Linked DNA regions of Mus musculus: all the other regions are linked to region 1. A link is a contact called in public HiChIP or PLAC-seq and promoter capture Hi-C data. All regions are on one chromosome and are shown on one strand. Each heading gives the region's core, a stretch centred on a gene start, on an enhancer-like site or on the middle of the called end of the contact. The rest is flanking DNA. Distances are from core to core; before and after follow the strand shown.

Region 1 (2,580 bases), core at 34-2,533:
TTCCTAAGCAGATTGGACAGAGCACCTTTGCAGGGTGCAGGGAGCACCGGGGAAGAACGGACACTGTCTTTTAGCGACAACTTTAAATATAAGCTGCTGTTCTTGGGGGACTACAGATGACCCTTTCCTGACGGCAGAGGTGGGGAGCAATGGCCAAGATTTTCAGCAAAGAAGTGAGGACATGGGAAGAAACCATTAAATAAAGTCCCTCAGCTACCAAACACAAGTTTCTGCCACACACTGAGTTCACCTAGGTGTCCCCAGACCACATCCAAGTACAATTAGAAAAGAGGGCTCTCTGTAGCTTTGAGAACACCCCTCTATGGCCAAGTACCTTCTACCTGTTCATTCTGCATTGATATTGCTACATAAGAGGGCCTCTAACAAATCTCTGGCTGTGGCCACAGCTGACACAAGACCTTTTTCTAAAACATCCCTGGTCACAGGCTTCCTGCAACAAACTCACATCCCAGTGCTGGGATGGAGGAGGTCAGAGAAGAATTTATACAACATGCCCCAGGCCCCAGCTTTGAGGACCCAGAAAGCCCCCTGCCCACACTGCTGCTCATCACTTAATGCATAAGCATTCTTCTGGAAGGACAAGGATGTCAAAGGTCTCCCCAAGCCTCAGCCTCAGAGCTGTTATTTATTAGAAAGGTGTGTCTGGCATGGCAGAACAGATAGGCACCCCCTTCCTTTCAAACCACCACATATCTGACTCTTAGTATCTGTGAAGAGATGTATAACTGTTCACAAATATTCCTACCCTCCATTCCTGGGTCCACACCATGAGGTGATCCCCTCCCTCCAACAGGCACATCTGCTTAGCTGATAGGTTCTAATCAGATTAATCTAACTTATTCCTTAGTTCTTCCCCAGGATGCCTGAAAGATTACTAGGCATGGCCAGGAGGACCTTTTCCCAATTATTCCTGACACTGATCCCTTTGTAGTGTTTCCCAACTCAGATTCTCAGTTCTACATCCTTCTGATTTGAAGTCCCAGAAAGAAAGTACAAGGGGTATTCTCTACCCACACTCAGTATACTGAGGGCCCAGCCACACTCCAGTGACAGCACCTCTGGCCCATGTAGATCTGGGGGGCAAGGGCGGCAGAGTTGCGGGAGGGGGGGCGCTGGGTGGACTCCTTTCCCTTCCTTTCCCTCCTCCCCCCTCTTCGTTCCAAATTGGGGGCCGGGCCAGGCAGTTCTGATTGGCTGGGGGCCGGGCTGCTGGCTCCCCCTCTCCGAGAGGCAGGGTTCCTCCCAGCTCTCCATCAAGATGGTATAAAAGGGGCCCAGGCCAGTCGTCGGAGCAGACGGGAGTTTCTCCTCGGGACGGAGCAGGAGGCACGCGGAGTGAGGCCACGCATGAGCCGAAGCTAACCCCCCACCCCAGCCGCAAAGAGTCTACATGTCTAGGGTCTAGACATGTTCAGCTTTGTGGACCTCCGGCTCCTGCTCCTCTTAGGGGCCACTGCCCTCCTGACGCATGGCCAAGAAGACAGTAAGTTCCAAACTCTGGGGAGTTTACTACAGCTTCTTGGTATTGCGTTCTGTATAGAGGGGTCCTAGCAGATAAGACTTAAATGGAGGTGCAGGGCTGCTCCAGAGGCAGGGATGGGACGGTGATGGAGAGGAAACGGGATGAGAGAGGTCACCCTGTTGAGCAGATGAGGGGGAGCAGTTCTCAGAAGTGGAGCCTTGCATGAGATGGCCCAGGAAGAAATTTCAAGCACCCATCTGTAGCACAACAGGAAAAGTGGGAATCTGGACACGGGTTGGGGCAGAGTACGTCGAAAATGAAATAAGGCCTCTGGAATAGAGATTCGGAGCTCAAGATGTAAAAGCTATCAAAAAGGCTGCGGGATGATTCATAAGGAAAGATTGTTTGCCCTCTCTGCAGGCTAGACAGTGTTGCTGGGGCCTCCGGGGTGCTGGGCTCTCGGGGGGGGGGGAGGGGACGCACGGAGAGGGCGGGTTGCTGGATGAGAAAGTTTGGCTAGGACTTGACTGGGCGCGGTCCCTGTGCCTCCTGCTGGCCAGCCGAGAGCACTACGAGTCCTGGTACAGCACTTTACAGCGCACAGGCTGAGAAGGAAAACCTGGGTTATTGCGGACCCTCATCTCCAGACTAGGAAAATAAAAGCAGGGATGGATGGGGTAGCTCTGGTCTTTGAAAGAAGTGACCCAGGCCGAGTAAAAGTCGGTCCGCCCCTGCATTGCTTAGTTTTGCCCGCCACCTAGTGGTTGCCTTGATCAGGTCCTGGAGCGGTGGGCGTGGTTAACTCATCATTACTATTTGTAGACTTGACTTCTTTGGCTAAGGAGATTCCAAAGCACTACTGGCTTTGAAGGACCCGGCTTGTCTAGTTAGCAAGTTTTCAAGATTCCTGGGAGCTGGAAATTGGGATGTATCTAACTTTAGGGATACATTTTACTACACTGGACAGGGCTCCACTGAAATCAGCCCCTCCACATTGTAGCCCCGCCCATTCCGCCCCACCTGCCCCGGGAAAGGAGGTGGGACCAGGGCTGAATTTCCCCTTCTCTCCTCCCACCCCCGCCTCCTGTCTCCGCGCA
Region 2 (2,580 bases), core at 58-2,557, 210 kb after region 1:
GGACAGGTTCTTCCTCTCCAGTCCCAAAATGCACACTGTCTGTCCTCATGTGCACACACAGGACGGATAGCAGGTTGCCCGACTTGTCCTCAAACTCAGGACCCCCCTTGCCTTTACTTCCCCAGTGTATATTAGTATATCTAAAAAGAAGAGTCCAAGCGGTTCCTTTGTAGATCTGTATGCAAAACTCTGCCACTCAGACGGACTGTCCCTCCTCCAAGGAGACCCAGCAACCTAGCAGGCCCACCCCCACTCTGCTCCAGAAAGCTGTTAACTTTCTGGGGTCCTGAGAAGTTCCTAAAGTCCCCTTTCCTGGCTCCGTCCATTGAGGAAAGTGAACTTGCCCTGGTCCAGGAGCCTGGAAAAAAAAGTTGTGTCCTGGATCTATCTATATGCATTCCTTCTATCTCAGTTTCTCCAACCATAGAACAAGGAATGTGAGCCTCTATTCTAATGTGGTTTTGGTTGGGGGTGTATGTGTCATGAATTTATGCCAGAATGACCAGGGAAAAGGAGAGAAACATCTTGGTTTGGGGCTGATTATGTGAAGTCACATCACAGACTTGCGCATCTTCGAGGACTATGCCAAGAACAATTGGACCATTTTGATGTTCAAGGAGTCAGTGGGTCTATGGAGAGCATCCTCGTACTGCCAGCCAGGGTCTGTCAGTTGGGCTGTGCATAGGTCGGAGCTAGGAAGGCCAGCTGCTCCCCTGTCTTCACCGAAGCCTTCCAGTGGAGCTCAGATTTGCTGCAGGCAACCGAAGCTGGGTCTAATGTATCCCAAAGTTAAAGGTGGAGATGGTAAAGATGTCTTAGGCACAAGGCAGAGGAGGCCAGGGAAAGAGCTGGAGACTGGTAGACCAGCCTGTAAGTTTATTATTTGAGCAACAGTTGGTGGGGGTCTTATACCCAGATCCTGCAGGGTATAGGCACCTCCAGGAAAAGGGGGTGGGGCCCAGGAAAGGAGAAGGAACCCAGCCTAGTTGTCTACCTATCTCCAACTGGAAACTGATTTCTGTTTAGTAGTGTTTGATTTATATACTGGTTTCTGAGACCAGAACTCAAAAGGGATGATGTCGGAACGGAGTGAAGGATGAGGAGAATCACAGGGAAGGGGTTAGATCTCCACCTCTCCATCTGGATTAGGGCAAATTTCCGTTACACAGGTACTCACACAGCTCCACTGCTCCAGGGGGTGGGGTAGGGAGCCCTCCCGCCTGGCTTTTCAAAACTGCAAATCGAAACCAGGTCGAATTTAAAAAGGAGACCTAGATCAACTTGCCTCCGCTCCTCCCCCATCCTTCGCCCTCCCCCTACCGCAGATTCCTGGGTATCGGAGAGAGAAGCGTTTGAATCCCTCTAGTTGCGCGCAAGCAGAAGAACGCGAAATTTATGCAAAGACAACCCAGACCCCAGAGGTGAGGAGAGCCGCCGCGGTCACACTTACCTGCTTCGAGCTCCTGCGGGTGTTCAGCCGGCCTGTGAAAGGGCTGAGATGGCGCCACCAATTGTTGCTGGCGGGGCAGGTAGGAGTCTCCTGGGGTTGCCGGCCCAGGGTGGGAATAGGACCGGGGGTGGCCGTAGGACTGGGAGTAGGACAAATCGGGAGAAGCTGCGGTTCCCGGGGATAGTCCGAGCGGGTAAGCAGCCACTACCGACAGGGCGGGGGCGAGGTCCGGGAAGACAACGTTGGAGGCACCACGGTCAGGAAGGGGACAGGGTAAAGAGGTCATTGCGGCCGGTGCCGGGCCACAGGGCCTAGGTCATGGCCCGCACGCTGTCTACTCTTTCTGCCAGCTCCTTTCAAAGTCTCCAGCTCCAGCAAGCCACTCTTACACTTCAGATGCCTGGAAAAATGTCTCTCTGAGCCTCTTCCGGCAGAGAACTCGCACCCGGGAAAGGGTTTTTTGGGGTACCCCGTGGTTTTACCCTTCCCCATCTTTTCCTCTGGGTTCGGTTCCCGGGACCCCAGGGGTCCCCCGCCCACTTAGACACCCCGGATTGGCTATTCCTTGGTGACCTCAAGCTGAGCCCGCCCCCCACCCCTCGTGTTAGCGTGCACCGGGAAACGGGAGGGATGCGAGCTCCGGACCCCACATCCCTGCATCAACTCCGAGTTCCTGGGGAATCGGTAGAGTCAGGAAGTCTCAGTAACGATGTTCAAGGTGCTAGGAAATTGGGCCTGGGATGGCTAGGGGACGAGGGAAGCTGCGCGGTAACTAGAGACGCTTTGGAGACTCAGAACCTGTGTGCGCGTCGCGCGGGTCTGCATGGCCCCACGCTGCCAGGGCTCTGCGAGGGAGTGGAAAAAGCAGCTAGCCAGCGCCGGCCGCTTATTCAGCGCGTCGGAATGCGTAGCTGCAGAGCGATGGCAGTTTGTTGGTAAACAGACGCTGGGGCCTGGAGGGTGCCGCCTGGCGCCCAGCCTGCCCCGCACGCGCGTGGCGCGCACGCCCCCGCCGAGCGCCCAGAGCCTGGCACGCCGCGACCGCCGCCACTGCGCCTCACCACCCCCAATGCAAGCTTCCGCTTCCGGCAGGGGCCCCGGTTTAGTTGCGACACCACAGCTCCTGCAGG
Region 3 (2,580 bases), core at 57-2,556, 180 kb before region 1:
ACTTCTTCACAACTATTTATTTATTGTATCTACAGGAGTACGTTGCCACTGTCTCAGACACACCAATAGAGAGCATTGGATCTCATTACAGATAGCTGTGAACCACCATGTGTTTGCTTGAAATTGAACTCAGGACTTCTAGAAGAGCAATCAGTGCTCTTAACCACTGAGCCATCTCTCCAGCCTCATTTTCTTACTTCTTTAGCTCCCTAAATTGCTCCCTGGAAACTGAGGATGAGACCTTATTTCTGATAAGTTATTGGTTATGTGACACTGTTCTTGGGGATACATGAACAAACTTCTACTTTTCTCAGACAGAGACTCAAAATAAGGACACCATCAAAGACCAACTTGGTGAGCCAGTCAGTTTTATTGTGGTTACTTACAGAGGTATGGGTGAGAGATGATTTATAGGAGGAGAAATGTCTCAAAGACAGCTGCATTACCAAAAGTCCACCCCAACATTGTAACAGCTTACAGAGCCCAGAAACCTGTAGCCCAGTGCACATCATGTGTACAGCTCAACTGGTTAGAGTGTCTCTGTTAGAGAGCTCAGCTGCTAGACTAAGCCTCTTTAGGTAACTTTGCTGTCTGAAAGCAACTTTCAGTTGTCCTATTTATGTATGCTTAAGGAGGAAGAGACCAAAGAATCTTGTCTGTTTCAGTTGTTTACTTCTCTCCATAGAAATTTCTCTATCTTAAAGAGCTTCCAAGCTAAGGTTTAACTTGAAGGAAATTGCCACACAACACAGTCCTAGTACTAAGTAATTACTGTAAGGATCTGGTTGGGGTTGAGTCCTCAGTGCAGAAAGACTGTCCTTTTTTTTTTTTTTTTTTTGGTTTTTCGAGACAGGGTTTCTCTGTGTAGCCCTGGCTGTCCTGGAACTCACTCTGTAGACCAGGCTGGCCTCGAACTCAAAAATCCTCCTGCCTCTGCCTCTCTTGAGTGCTGGAATTAAAGGCGTGTGCTGCCACCGCCCCGCAAGAATGTCCTTATCAGACAGATTTTGCAAAGTCTAGGGTAGAGGTTTGAGAACAGTTCCCAGTTCAGGGACACCAAGGATTGCTGGCCACCACTCCCAGAGCCTCTGAAAGGAGCAACCTGGCCCAATATCTTCATGTCACACCTCTGGTGCTCAGAACTGAGAAAGAACTCCCTTTGATAAGGATTCTGGAGTTCAGAGGCCAGTCTCCTCCAGGTCTTTGCAAACACTGCCCAGGGACCCTTGCTCTTTGCATGTGACATTCTACTTCTCTTCTACAATTAGCTTAATGTTACTTCCTCAAAGAGAACAGACCTGGCCTCCTTCCCTAAGCAGTCTCAGCCCCACCCCCTCCTGGGGGAGCTCTCAAGGGTCACTTCTTTTGGTTTTGTGTCTCAGTACTCAGCATGCACTAGAAGCCCACTCCATGTTGGGTTGTGTGTGTCTCTCTTGGGGACAGGAATGATGTCTGCCTGAGGTACTTCCTACCCTCCAACTGCCACCGCTCCCCTACAGTGTCTGGTATTTTTGGAGGGTCTCACTGAGAACTGACTAAGGAAAGGAAGGAGGAAGGAAGAATATGAAGAAAGTTCACATGCAGTGAAAGGGAAATGACCTAATAGAGCCTCAGGCTAGCGAGAAACTCCTGACTCAGCAGGAGGAAGGATCTGAGCACCTGTCTGACAAGAATATCAACAGTGATAAGAGCTGGGGCAATGAAGGGGGGAGGGGCTTCTGAGAAGAAAGTCAACACTAGATAAAGACCTTCTCTAGCATTTTACAACCCTGAGACTGCAGGAAACTGATCTGAGGATGATACTTCTCTACCACAAAAGTCCCCTTTCTTTTCTTCCCTAAGAAACCCTCAAGCTTCTTGCACTAATCCACTCTGTCTCGCCCCCTGCAGGGAACCTGCTGCCCTTCATGTTCTGATCCATGACCGTCTGCTTCTAATAAAGGGTGGGGTCCCACCTTTCTTTTATTTCCATGTTGTTTCCACCAATCCCCTCCTCTCACCTGAGGACCAAAATTACAGATGGTAACAGGTGTCTCCAGAGCCATTTCCCCCACAAAACAAGTCTGGCTTCTTTTCTGAGCTGCCCTCTGCTGCTGTGGTCCACAAGAAGACAATCACCAAGGTATGATACCCACCATGGACTGGGCATACCTAGTCCCAACTCTGAACTTCCTTGTGACAGTGTCAGGTCCCTCCTTCGAGGGAGCTTGGGTGCAGAGTGGACACAGTGCATGAACACACAGGACAACACAAAGCAAGGCAATTTTAGAATGGGATGGGGCTCCTCTCTCTGCAGCATCAAAGAGGTCTCAGACAGGGGGAAACTGGAGCCTGGATGATGGAGAAAAGCCCTCTAGGTAGGTCCAGTGATGGGGAGTGAGTCCAAGCTCAGGGAAAGATGAAATCCCCTGAGGCAGGCTCTGGCCAGAGACACTTAAAGTTGAGGAAAAAAGCAAGACTGAGCCGGGAAGGGAGAGACCTCATCTTAAGACTTGTTCTCCACAGGCAGAGGTGTCCTACTTGCATCAAGTTGGGGGAAAGGAAAAACCCTCAAGCAATGCTGAAGCACACAAAAGATAA
Region 4 (2,580 bases), core at 30-2,529, 180 kb after region 1:
AGGTTTGGGAGCAGAAGTGGAGATGCAATAGAGAAATGAGATTGGCACCCAGAACAGTAAATATTACCCGGGAACTGGACTTTGAGAGCCAGACAAGACTAGGGGGGTTGGAGATTGCTCCAAGGTGAGAAACATCTTCATTGGGGCCTCCATGGACAGAAGAAATTGAGTGAAGTACATGGCTCCTGTCTATTGGAGATAGATGGATCTGAGCATGTATCTATGCACATTTGGGCATACCCAGCTCACAGGTCGGTCATTCAGGACCCTACACTTCCACTGCCTCACACTACATACAGAGACACACTCTCATGCACACAGGTTCTCACGGGCACTCTTGCACACACTGTATTTTGTGTATTTTGCGGAAGATGTAACATAGATCTTTCACCCCTAACAAAGTCTGTGCTCCTAAGAGCTGTCCCAGACTGAGTGGACCCTGCCTCCAGACTTCCTGAAGAACACAGAAAGCCAGCCTCATAGGGACTGACTGCCTCGTGGCTCTTCCATTCATGAAAGGGCACACATATAGCTGGGGGTACCTCTGTCTTCTAAAGCAGCCCCTAAATCCATACAGCCTTGCTCCAGTAGGGACTTGCAGGCCCAAGGTGTTCTTGCTTGGTGAGACTCTTCCTTCAGAATTTAAAATTTTATATTTCACATCTGCAGTGTCATTAAGATAACATATTAAGCCAGGGCCATACGGAGAAACCCTGTCTCGAAAAAAAACAACAAAAAACAAAACAAAACAAAACAAAAATATAATATATTTATATAGTCCAACCTTTTTTTCCAATTTTAAAAGTGATCAAAATATTTTCATGGACCCTGGGTCTTTGCCACTTTCTGTCTGTCATTTGCATAGACCACACATACATCATTAAGGACCACCTCCTTCCACAAACACCCAATGGGTAAATTCCCCTCCTTCCTCATCTCACCTAAGCCCACCCCTGGCCACTAAAACAGACCGATTAGTAGATCCTGGGGGCTCCGCACAGCCAACCCCTCCGCACATTTGGGGGATTTATCGGAGGTAGAGCATAGGAGGAACACAGTGGCGCTGGGGGGAGTGTGTGTGTGTGTGTGTGTGTGTGTGTGTGTGTGTGTGTGTGTATTAGGGGTAACAACAAAGAGGGTTGAGAGGGTTGGGGGAGCCAGTGAGAAAGCGCGAGCGTGTTTTGCCTCGAAGGCAAGACTTGCAGCCAATCAGCGCGCAGGAGCCTCCCTCGGCGACTCCAACATTGAGTCTATAACCGGCTGGCCGGGCGGAGCTGGCAGCATTTGACTGTGGCTTGGGACGCGGAGAGAGGCACGCAGCGACTGACCGACAGCCGGCGATGGTCTAAGCGCCCCTCGGCCACCCCCTCCCCCAGACGCGACCGCGTCCTGCCCTCGCCCTCTGGACACACACCCCCACCTGGGCTCCTCCGCCCGTTCGGCGCTCCTCGGAGGAGGCCCGGGGTGTTGCGGCGCTCGCCAGCATGAGCGGCTCCTTCGATCGCAAGCTCAGCAGCATCCTCACCGACATCTCCAGCTCGCTCAGCTGCCATGCGGGCTCCAAGGACTCGCCCACCCTGCCCGAATCTACAGTCACTGACCTGGGCTATTACAGCGCTCCTCAGCATGACTACTACTCGGGCCAGCCCTACGGCCAGACGGTGAACCCCTACACCTACCACCACCAGTTCAATCTCAATGGGCTCGCAGGCACCGGCGCTTACTCGCCCAAGTCGGAATATACCTACGGGGGATCCTATAGGCAGTACGGAGCGTACCGGGAGCAGCCTTTGCCTGCCCAGGACCCAGGTGAGGATGCCCGGGTTGTGGAGAGGGTGCGAGGGACTCTAAGGTTCCCAAGCAAGAGGAAGTCTGGGAATAGGAGCTGAAATCTAGGGAAACTCGAGGTTAAGAAATGGAAGCGTTGGAGATTAGAGGAGACCGGGTTAGATGACCTCCAGAGGGGTGAACGACACTCCGAAGAGGCGCGCACTGTGCGCCGCGGTCTCTTGGAGATTCCAGGGCAGCTGGAGCCACCGGGAGCTCCTTCTGAGTGATCATGGGGGCCTTCAATGCTGCCATCCCGCTGGCACTTGAGCCGGAGACGAAAGACGGTCGCCGAGAGCTGGAGGGGAGTCAGCGAGGACTGGAGGTTCCAGGGCCCTTCTTTTGGATGCCGTCAGGGGAAACCCGGAGTAGTGAAAGGCTTGTGGAGAAAGACCCAAAGAAGTCCCAGAAATGGAGGAGAGACTGGGAAGTAGAGATGCGGAGAGAGAAGTGGGGACGGCGAGAAAGAAATGTGGGGGGGGCGGTAAGATAAAGCGCACAGCAGAAAGCAACAGAGGAAATGAAGAAAGGGCGGGGAGGAAAGAAAGAAAAAGGAGGAAAGAAGAGGGAAGGAAGAAAAAGAAAACAGAGAGAAAGGGAAAAGAGACAGAGAAAACGCTTGTACTGTCCTTGCAAATTTTTTCCTGAAACAAATGATCCTGAACTAGAAAGCGTATTAAAAGGAGATGGGGAGGAGGGGGGACAAGAAGTGGGAGACGCCACCGCGGCTAGGTGGGTCACCAGAGAAGAGTG

What was found. Promoter capture Hi-C pulls out the DNA fragments that hold promoters and counts their contacts. HiChIP or PLAC-seq counts read pairs in DNA pulled down with a chosen protein or histone mark.
Region 2: a contact with region 1 is called in a promoter capture Hi-C map of embryonic stem cells. The contact joins the promoter of Dlx4os here to the promoter of Col1a1 in region 1. A contact is called at or near these places in 1 of 39 promoter capture datasets (embryonic stem cells), 1 of 115 datasets of contacts at active chromatin or transcription factors (pancreatic cancer cells) and 3 of 9 other capture datasets (adipose tissue, embryonic stem cells and pancreatic islet).
Region 3: a contact with region 1 is called in an H3K27ac HiChIP or PLAC-seq map of microglia, with 3 times the contacts expected there. The contact joins the enhancer-like site here to the promoter of Col1a1 in region 1. A contact is called at or near these places in 19 of 39 promoter capture datasets (the C10 cell line, the HPC-7 cell line, HPC-7-derived erythroid cells and 11 more), 3 of 115 datasets of contacts at active chromatin or transcription factors (embryonic forebrain, forebrain and microglia) and 3 of 9 other capture datasets (embryonic stem cells, liver and pancreatic islet).
Region 4: a promoter capture Hi-C map of embryonic stem cells shows a contact between it and region 1, with 17 read pairs. The contact joins the promoter of Dlx3 here to the promoter of Col1a1 in region 1. A contact is called at or near these places in 4 of 39 promoter capture datasets (embryonic stem cells and stem cell-derived epiblast-like cells), 3 of 484 Hi-C or Micro-C datasets (embryonic stem cells and pre-B cells), 1 of 115 datasets of contacts at active chromatin or transcription factors (pancreatic cancer cells) and 3 of 9 other capture datasets (adipose tissue, liver and pancreatic islet).

The regions. Positions count from the first base shown.
Region 1 is chr11:94,934,941-94,937,520 of GRCm38.p6, forward strand. It overlaps Col1a1 (collagen, type I, alpha 1), which reads left to right and starts at 1,284. Exons shown (of 51, transcript NM_007742.4): 1 at 1,284-1,504. The coding sequence starts at 1,429.
Region 2 is chr11:95,143,746-95,146,325 of GRCm38.p6, forward strand. Dlx4os (distal-less homeobox 4, opposite strand) reads left to right here and starts at 1,308. Exons shown (of 3, transcript NR_040279.1): 1 at 1,308-1,529. Dlx4 (distal-less homeobox 4) reads right to left here and starts at 2,056. Exons shown (of 3, transcript NM_007867.4): 1 at 1,451-2,056. The coding sequence starts at 1,736.
Region 3 is chr11:94,751,860-94,754,439 of GRCm38.p6, forward strand. No RefSeq gene overlaps it. Among named protein-coding and RNA genes, the nearest start is that of Gm11545, 8.0 kb to the right of the region's middle. Within about 2 kb of position 1,307, at least 37 of the 459 cell types and tissues checked have an H3K27ac peak or open chromatin away from gene starts, as enhancers often do. A contact at or near this core is called in the HPC-7 cell line, hematopoietic stem and progenitor cells, microglia and 1 more, where this site is marked.
Region 4 is chr11:95,118,838-95,121,417 of GRCm38.p6, forward strand. It overlaps Dlx3 (distal-less homeobox 3), which reads left to right and starts at 1,280. Exons shown (of 3, transcript NM_010055.4): 1 at 1,280-1,809. The coding sequence starts at 1,485.